Regions from separate parts of the Mus musculus genome. Here region 1 is linked to region 2. Evidence: chromatin contacts called from public promoter capture Hi-C data. All regions are on one chromosome and are shown on one strand. The core of a region is the stretch at or near the end of the contact, and the rest is flanking DNA. Distances in the headings are between cores, read along the strand shown.

Evidence for each region. Capture Hi-C pulls out chosen DNA fragments and counts their contacts.
Region 1: a contact with region 2 is called in a promoter capture Hi-C map of adipose tissue. The contact joins the promoter of Ttll7 here to the promoter of Uox in region 2. A contact is called at or near these places in 10 of 39 promoter capture datasets (the C10 cell line, the SN4741 cell line, cranial neural crest and 6 more), 1 of 115 datasets of contacts at active chromatin or transcription factors (embryonic stem cells) and 3 of 9 other capture datasets (adipose tissue, embryonic stem cells and liver).

The regions. Positions count from the first base shown.
Region 1 is chr3:146,848,836-146,853,673 of GRCm38.p6, forward strand. Ttll7 (tubulin tyrosine ligase-like family, member 7) reads left to right here and starts at 3,532. Exons shown (of 21, transcript NM_001357217.1): 1 at 3,532-3,754.
Region 2 is chr3:146,594,232-146,599,314 of GRCm38.p6, forward strand. Uox (urate oxidase) reads left to right here and starts at 2,918. Exons shown (of 8, transcript NM_009474.5): 1 at 2,918-3,002. The coding sequence starts at 2,973. Dnase2b (deoxyribonuclease II beta) reads right to left here. Exons shown (of 7, transcript NM_019957.4): 2 at 2,057-2,276. The coding sequence starts at 2,169.

The DNA of each region.
Region 1 (4,838 bases), core at 2,282-4,781, 260 kb after region 2:
GGTGAGAAATGATAGTATTATAAACACGTCAATTCTCCAAAAATTATACACATATAAAACAATTTGAAGCACTATTTTCCGTAAGAGTGCTCTCTGGGTTGGGTAAAGGTGCTCAGTGGGTAAAGCACTTGCTATGAAGCCTGCTGACCTAAGTCTCATACCCAGGACCACATACTGGAAGGAGAAAAATCACTCCTTTAACTTGTCTCCGACCTCCATACGGGTGCCGGGTCATGCATATATAAATAAGTGCAATAAAGGAATATTGAAAAGAACACAGAAAGCTGTTCTACACACAGTAGATACGTTTCTATTTAGTTTAAATAACTATTTCTTGTTTTCTGCTCAGTTAATGGTTGGGGTAAAGAGTTAAGTCCGGAAGACTGGAGAGACGGGCTGAGGAATAGGGAGACACAGACAATGGGGGGAAGACAGAGGGGATGGGAGAAAGAGAGGAGAGAGAGGGAGATGGAGGAAGGGAGAGGGGCTCCCTATTATTCTTGTTTTGCTCAGGGTCAAGCTGTGTGTGTCCTTGAATCAACTAAGGGGCATCACAAAACAGATTCCAGATTTCGTCCTAAGCTCCTGAGAAAAACTGCATAAAGCTTTCGGGAGTCACTGGCTAGATGCATGCTCAACTATCACCCATTTCAGATTCTGAGAACCTAAGCAGTGTTTCCCATGAGAGCGTTAGCATCTAATCCTCACATGTGAGAAATGACTCATCTCTCTCAGAAATGAATGGTGCAAATAGATGTCAAACGAAGTATGGCTGAACACACTGGTGTAAACCTCTATGCCCAACACTTGGTAGACTGTTGGGATTCATAGCGAGACTGTGTCAAGAAACCAAAAATAAATACAGAAGTATGAAAGAGATTGGTGTGGAACTCACGGCTTGCTTTCCGAGTGGCAGATTACCACAATGGTAAATGAGGGGGATGCCAGGCCTTGGCTCAAGCTGGAAAGCAGCTTCTCGCCTAGGGTTGCCATTTTTAACTAGTGGTTTCTTTGTCTCTATGATGGATGGGTTGTAATATTTACCCCAGATATACTAATCATTTACTAAGTACTAGCTCAAGGCAGACCAGGAAAACCTACACGATTCACATCTTCAACCGAATATTTGGGATGGTGCAAACGCAGGCCTCATCTGACATATATCAGAGGCGGAGTGAATATGCTCTGATAAGCCTTCCGCATTGAGCAGCTTACCACGATTTAATTTTGTCAAAGGCATCAAGCGCTGTTTTCACCTTTCTTAGCATCATTTCAAGGCAACATTTTAAAAGATTCTCAGATCATGCTTGTTTGTGAATACAAATGAATTTGCCTCACTAACCGACATGTAAGTAAAGTTTAAAGCAACCTTGGACAATAGCTATCCTTCCCGTAAGTCAAGCTTGGTTCACCACAGAAAGTCTTCTGTCTTTTGTCATGAGGATTAGAGAAGTAGTTCATAGATGTAAAACCTCATGTATTTATCTTAGAAAATGATTTTTCCCCTTTATGGCCCTACTGTATCTTTAGGTTTACAGGACATTGAAAAAGAACAGGGGCGCAGGATCTGTGACACCCTACTTTGACAACTTCCCAAGTTGTCATAAAACATTCCCTTTCTTCATTCAGAGACATATGTGCTAGGAACATCAACTTTCAAATAGGTGGCTAGAGATGACACAAGACACAGCAGGTCCCTAGGTGGCCATAGGCCATATCCCTTCTTTCTATATCTATTTCTATCTTTAGGCATCTCTTGAAATCTTTTGCTGCCACCTTTAATAGGGGAACAGTTGAGTGTGGCGAGAGCTGTACCTATCTGAGACTGAGGCCATGTGCCCTGTGTTGAAGCTGTTGGCTTCTCTAGGGAGCTGGCTCTCTGGGTTCCCCAGCAACGCTGGGCTCTAGGGATATTGGCTATGCTTATGATGACGTGCAACGTCAGTTTACCTTATCCCAATAGCACACCATACGGAAAAGCAATGTCTGTTCCTAAGTCCTGTAAATGCTGTCTTGAGCTTCAACGTTGGTAGTGACTCTCCCTCTTGCTTGAGATTGGAAGAATGGTGGTCTGACATGTACGTGTAGTGTGAGGTGTAGGCAGAGAGTAATGATAGTGTAAGACTGGCATCATGATCCTCACCCTCACGGAATGCTCCATTGAGTTTCTGACTTTGATGTCCCAGCTCTTCTGGGAAACGTCCATTTACCCCTTTCTGGTCTCCTTTTCCACACCAGGGTGACATCCATCTTAGATACCCAAATATCTCTTCTCTTTCATAAAACCCAGTTTTCACAAGGGTCAGACTCACACCCAGGTCCCAGTGATAGCTATGTTAAGGTTTACAGTGTATTTCCCCCATCCCCCACCTCCAGTGTTAAGTCCAGATGGTCAGCGTCTGTTCTACGCCAGTTAAAGCCCCATCTGAAAACCAGCAGCATTCCCACTGATCTCAATAGGAGTAGAGTAGCAAGTGAAGGCTAGAATTGAAAATACTTCCACTGTAATGTTCATGTAAGTGCTCAATTGGTGTTATTCAAGGGGCCAGTTTATTCCAGAAACAGTAACTTTAAGTTGTGAAATTTCATTTTATTTGGGATACATAAAACACCCCACCCTAGTCTTATTTTATAGGTAACTGCCAATTTTCTTCTAGATGGAGAGCTATACAGTTGGTTGTTAACCATTGTGTTCTGGAAACGTACGTGAGTCTGGCTGGGCACGAACTGTGGAAGTCAAAGAAATTTCATGCTTATGAACTTTCCCTATCCTGTGAGGTTCATCTCATGTGAGATAACGATTATTTCCGGGTTACCAAGACAGTAATCATGAACAGAAACTGACTGAACTCATGAACAAGAAAGCACAACTATTCTTGAATTTCTTCTGGACTTTATCATAGCTCTGTCCAAAGTGTCTACCCCTTCAATCTACGTTTTCCAACTTCCGTGTTGAGATTTTGTTAGCGGGCTCTAAGCTCCTCAGACATCCTGATGCAAGGGCGCTCACTTGATCTTACTTTCAGGTTGACTTTTGATACTCTATTATTATTATCTAAATATAGCTAAATAGTAATAAAAGACCAGAAGAGCCCTTTTGCGAGATCTTAGGCACTCCTGTGTGTTAAGCTGACATGTGGACTTGGGACCTGGTGGTCTGGGTCACAAGATGAAGAAGGAGGTGGCCCAGATAGATGTCAGGCCAGCTCCCCTAGCATCCCCTTAGGAGGGGATGGCACCCTGGAGCTTGCGTTGCTAGGTCCTCTGTTAAAGGCGTTCTGAACGCTCCCTGAGCGGGACCAAGAATAAGACGGGGTGAGGGGTGCCCTGGAAAGCCCAGCTCATTCTTCTGCATACCTAGATGAGAAGCCATGGGTCCAGGAGGTCCTTAGCGCTCAGGCCTAGTTGTGGGTAGAGGACCCTTCTTTTCCTTGGTTTCTTCTGCCCGTCTCCAGCCCTCTCGAGGTCCTGGTGCTTGTACCTCCATGCACGATGCGCACCCCTGGGCGCAGTGGGCAAATGGTCTGGCCCATCGGTAGCTACCACCCCCTTGGGCACGACAGCTGCTCCAGCTGCTCCTGGTCCGGTCGAGCTTCTAAGCTCTGAACCGCGGCTGCCCCGGGGGGGTGGGCGAGCTGAGGTGATCCCAAGACGACACGCGGAGTGGACCGACCGGGGAGCCGCCAGCCGCTGGCGGGGAGTGTGGGCCACCAAGAGACCGGCCACTGGATCCAGCCAGAGAGGTGCCTCAGCTGTGAGTACCTGCCCTTGCCCCCGCCCCTCTCCTCCACACCCCAGGTCGCTGCGCCCATTCCCTCCAGTGCCTGTCCTGGAGACTTGCCAGGGTGGAAGCGGCTGAGGAGGGCGGCTGCTGCCAGGCTCATGATTCAGCATCATTGGCGCCCAGTGGTTTGGGCAGAAGGAGGAGGGGACTGGTCGGGATTATTTGTGGGGTCCCACTTCAGTTTCTAGACTCTCTCTGGCAGGATGAAGTGGGCAGAACTCCCAGTCCCCCGCTGGGTTGAGCTGTCATGATATTCTGTCCCCAGCCCCAGTGTCAACCTGCTTGAGCAAAGCATGTTGTGTATTCTTGAAAGTGTGTCAGTGAGATCTCTTTTCCCACACGTCTCCTTTCTCCACTTCTCATCCCACTAGACATCCACTTTATCTGATATCAAAACATCCCCCCAAACTGAAAAATTTTTTTTATAGAATTTGTCTTATATTCAGCATTGGTTTGACGGATTCAAAAAAGAAAAGATGTATAGGAATCATGAGTAATATCATATATTAGGGGCGTGTGTGTGTGTGTGTGTGTGTGTGTGTGTGTGTGTGTGTGTGTGTGTATAATTGTATCACTTCAACTCAGAACCAGTTCTGGAAAGTGAGGAAGAGAGAGCTTAAATTACAATCTCAAGGTCACAGAACAAGAATTTGAATCCAGATCTCCCTCTCTCCAACATCCGTGGATCGTCTACTGTATCAGTCAGTGTTGGGTCCACTTATGCACTATTAGATATTAAGTATAATATTAATTTTCATAGGAGTAGTCTCAAACACTAGTGACAGCAACCTGTAAACTTTCTGCACATTGCCCTGCGACCCTGTGCAGAAAAAGTCCATTTCCTTAGCATCTAGAAAAAAAAATGTATATTTGGACAATACTCTGTCGGAGAGCTGGGCCTGAGATGCCTAACCTGCTTTTGGGTGATGCTGGATGCTCGAGCCTCGGGAGAATCAATTAGCAGCACAGTAAGCAATCTGGAAATGGCTATTTAGTTTTTGGGTAACATTCAAAGGAAGAACAGTGATCTAGCTTATGGGGTGCGAGACTGAAT
Region 2 (5,083 bases), core at 1,668-4,167:
GCTGTAGGCCCATTGTGGTCAAACTAATTTTTACTGAGTTGGCCTGTGTCCTGTAAGATATCTGTCCCTTCACTTTTAGTATCCCATTGTTGTGATGCTCAAAATTGTCTCTAGACTTTGTCAAAAGTTCTCCAAGGGCAAATTCCCCCTAATTTAAAAAACTGTTGGTCTAGGCAAATATATTATAATAGCTTGAAACCCTGTAATTAACCCCAAGAGCCTCTGTAAGCCAAACATAATACATACATCATTACAATGCAATGGTCTTCCCAAGAACATTACCCTCTCTTTGCCAAGTTCTCTACAGACTTACACTTGTGTTCCAGTGTCCTGCCTTCTTACTCCCAAGGCCAGGTCCTGACACACGGCAGGGACTATGCTCACTTTGTGACAGCTCAGCAACTTCTCTGCTAAGCAGCTATGCTTGCCTTATGACACGTATTTCTAAGTAATATACCCATTCAGTTGTGACTAAAATAAAATAAAATAAAATAAATAAAAAAATGCTATCAATCCCAATTTGCCCCCCCCCCCCACTTTCCACTGCCACCTCTTATTTGGGTCTTCACATCTTGTCTATGATACTATGAACTCCGTTCACTCTATGGTTCTGGGCTATTTTTCTCCCATCTGCCTTTTGCATTACTGGCATGCACAGCAGAATATGTCACCATCTTGTTCCAAGTCCTTCAGCAGTTCCCTTTCAAACATCAGGTTCAAATCCCAAGGCACAGCCCAGGAAGTCCTTCATGACCTATGCCCCCCATTGTGGTTTGTCTGCAGACACCTCTGCACACGACACCACTTCAAATGACAAACTCGACAGGCTGCTCCTGGATTCTGCAATTTCTTTGACCCTCTATTGGCTGGAACTCCCATGGCATCTCCTCACTATTTTTAAAAACAATTTAATAATTATTCTTAAAACTTAGCTCAAAATTACTTCTTCGAGGAAGCCTTCCGGGTTGTGTACTCCCCAATGTCCTATGTCTATCCCACAAATCTGAGCCCCTCGACAGAAGGAACTATGTGTTTTTTATACGTGTGTCTTTAAAACTTGGGGCAGGGCCTAGTCAGAACCTATAAACGCTGAAAGACTGAACTGATCTTTAGCCTGAACGTCACACTATGACGTCAACCACCACGGCAGACTCGAACTCCAGAGCTGAAGCACAGCAATGTGGCCACAGCTCCTAGGAGGGTCTCACCACAGAGACTTAGTGTAGTTCATCTCTTTGACACTGTGCTAGAGACCAATAACCTCCTGTCTACTGCCTGGGTTGCCTCGTGAACGAAGGTTAGCCAAACAATGCTGGGCACCATCAAGCGCTTCTTCTTGTCCCCATCAGAAGAAAGATACAGCTCGGCTTTAGAAAAGGTCACAAGCTTTGCCAGCCTTGTGTCTCAGGTACATGCAATGAAAGGACATTGCCAGCTGACAGTTATCAGCTCTGTCCCTTTCTGCCTCCCAGCCCTGTCCTCCCAAGAGTACTGACCGACTCAGGCTCCAGAAAGCTGCTTGGCACTTTCTCAGGGCTATTTCACACACTTGGCAGCCAGCTCTCAGGGCTATCTCACACATTCGGCAGCCAGCTCTCAGGGCTATCTCACACACTTGGCAGCCAGCTCTCAGGGCTATCTCACACACTCGGCAGACAGCTCCACCTGGGAATTGAGCCTGTTTACGCACTTTAATCTCGTTCTTTTAAGTTAATTAATGCATCTATTCATTTATTTAACACACTATCTGTTACAAGCCAGGCTAGCCTAGAACTCATGTCATTGCTGAGGATGTTCTTGAACTCTGCCCCCCCCCCCCCAGGCCACGTGCTGAGATTACACATGTGTGCCATCCTGCCCAGTTTATGTGTCACTAGAGACTGAGCCTTGAACTTCATGCATGCTAAGCAAGCATCCTGCCAATCCAGCCATATCCCCAGCCCCAGTCTCTTTCATTTTAAAGGGAGGAAGCCTGGTGGAGGTTTTCCTTAGGGTCACCAGAGACAGTCCCAGACTTTCTATTTGCACATTTAAATCACCCATTTCTTTTACCTACCAGTCCACAGCTTCACCATATTCATTTCTGCATGAGATTTCTGGTGTCCCCAGGACCCCAGAGAGGGCAAAGAAGAGCAAAGAAAGAACTGTTCTTAGAGGCTTTGCTGTCATTTTCTATCTGTGGCCTTCATTCCATGCAGGGGACTGTGGAGTCAGAGTGTCAGGTCTTTCTCAGGCCGCGTTGGCTCCCTTGCGGGTCGGTTCACTTTTGCTGTTCACTGTTTGGGCACAAACAGAAGAGGCTGAGTCCCATGTCATCTGATGGGTTCTGTCACAACATTCCAGTGTGACTCTGGGAGCCTTTGTGCTCAGTTGTCGACTAGCTTGCAAAAGTCATAGAAAAATCTGGAGGGAAAGGGGTATTTACTCAGCTACCCATGTAGTTAACTCTTTGATGTGAGTTCAATAATGTGAAGCGCTCGAGAAAAGGAATTCCTGACAAACAGATGTTGAGTAAGGTGTGTTCCGTGTTTCTTTTCTCTTCTAGTTGACTATCCGTACGTGTAAATGCATGTAATTCATACATTAGCTAGAAACAACAAAGCCTTTGCCTTCTTAATAATTAGGATCTGTCCTATAGTAGCCTATGTAATAGGTTAATAACCTATAATAACCCCTGTCTTTAAGGGAATAACTTCTAACCACTATTCTGAAGGTTGCTTCAAACTAAGAGCAAATTCAATTGAGTTTCAGCAAAAATGTTGACATTATCTTCCACACACCCCTGGTTCTGACCACTCAGCGAGGCATTTGGCTTTGAAAGGCCTTTGTGTCTCACTGTCCACTATGCAATCAGGGCAGTATTGATCGCCTACTCTTCGGGGTTAAATAAAACCCTTTACCAACCACTCTTCGCTTCACACCATTCCGTCTCATTCTTGAAATCGAACCTGAAGTTAAAGGCTGAGGGAAAAATGGCCCATTACCATGACAACTACGGAAAGGTGAGAGGAGGGAAAGGTAGATAGATACACATACATCTGCAAGTATTTTTTTCACTTTTCTCGAATCTACACTCAGCTGTCATGCTTAGTCACTTCATGCCTGGGAATCACGGTGGCTCTGCTCTGTCTCTCCATGATTATAGACTCAGATTGGAGTCATCTTGGAGACCCAGACCAAACCAGAGCCCTGAAGATCAGGTCACTTCTATGGACTAGCCTTGCTGGTATTCTTCAGGACTCTCATTTGTAGGAAAGGAAGGGCTTGTGGCTCTGTTTCTCCTAAGACAGAGGACCAAGGAGTGCTATGACCCACTGACAAAACTCACCTTATCTGTGTTACCCACAAAAGAGCAGAATTCTGGGCTTTATCTCAAATGATCAGAATCGGGCTCCCTCCAGCTGGGGTCAGGAATCCAGTGTGTGTGTGTGTGTGTGTGTGTGTGTGTGTGTGTGTGTACAATAGCATGTGTATGTGTGTGAGTGAGGTCTGAAGTTCATATTGGGTGTTTTCCTCAATCATTCTGTCTTAATTGTTTGAGGTAAGGATTTCCACTGGCCTGGCGTTCACTATCTTGGTTGGGCTGGCTGGCCCATCAGCCCTAGAAATCCTCTTATAGGTGCTTGCCACCATGGCCAGCCTTTTAAATGTGGCTTCTGGGGGACTGAACTCGGATCCCCATGCTTGGGTGGCAAGTACTTTATAAACTGAGCTATTTTCCAGGCTCCCAGAACTTATACTTTAAACAAGTTTGTTGGCAGTGCAGGTTCATCCTAAAATTTCAACCCACTGCCCTGAGAACAGCTTGAATGATGTTCTAATCCAGCAGACCAGCAGCTTTCTACCAGAGAGCTGCCAGAATCAAGTAAATCAACAAACGTTCTTCCTGCCTTTCCTGCATTTTGATTTATAGGTTATAATAGTGCTCAGAAAAACAATTTCAATTGCTGTGAACAATAAAAATATTCCTTGCATGAAGTTTAATTTATTTTAAAATGAAAAAAGTATCATTCACTTCTTTTAAGAAAGGTACAATATTGGGCACGTCATGTGCTGGCTTTGTCGAATCATTTTGAGAACATAAGCAGCTCGTTTTCACTTCTGGAACCTAACGGCAGCTTTGTGATCAGGGCAGAGGATAATTTCTGCGCTTTCCTCTTTGCCGTGCACACATTGCAGTGCTGGGCTCGTGACATTTTAGTAAATGACCCTTAAGTGTTAGCCATCCTTACCTTCCTGCGAGTGGGACTGAAGGACATCTGTGTTTAGGTTTCATTTGCTAAATCCAATTTCATTGCAAGGTCCGGAAAGACACTTTTAATAAACTTTCTTTTTTGGTGTAGCTGACTCTATCATGTGGGCTGTCTGTCAACAACACTCCTTATGTAACCGCTTCGCTGTCAAACACTGTAACCGGCTGTTGAGTTTACAGGGATTCCAGCATGGCCCCAACTCCTACATGCCAACTTGTCCTTTTTTTTTTTTCTTTTTCTTTTTTCTTTTTACTAAAACCAATGAAGTGACATTATAGAGAGAAGCCTGAGGTTTGCTGACTAAGGAATCTGAAAACAGGACAGAATAGTTTTCATGATGCCCCTTGCTTCTGAAGCCATGCTGTGTATACTCCAGGGTCATTTGCTAAAATGTCACAAGCCCAGCACTGTGATGTGTGGAGGGCAAGGGGGAAAGCACAGAAATTATCCTCTGCCCTGATCACAAAGCTGCCGTTAGGTTCCAGAAGTGAAAACGAGCTGCTTATGTTCACAGCCTAAGGATTTGTAAAATCAGTAGAAATTGCTTTCTTCTCCATGTGACCAAGTAAACCGGGAAGAGCTCCTGGCTTGGAAATAGACTGACCTTGTGTTTCTGGAAGATTTGAATCCTGCTTATTTAGAGGGCAACTCTTCCTCTCTCTGCCTTTCTCACATCCTTGTATGTTTTCATCATTCATGTATTCCAGCTCCTGGTGTCTGCATTAGCACTGGGCTCCTCTTACAAATATTGTATTTTATTTTTAATTGTGTGTGTCTGTTGTGTGCACACAGGTGCAGTGTGCTCAGAGGGCAGAGGCTTGGATCCCCCT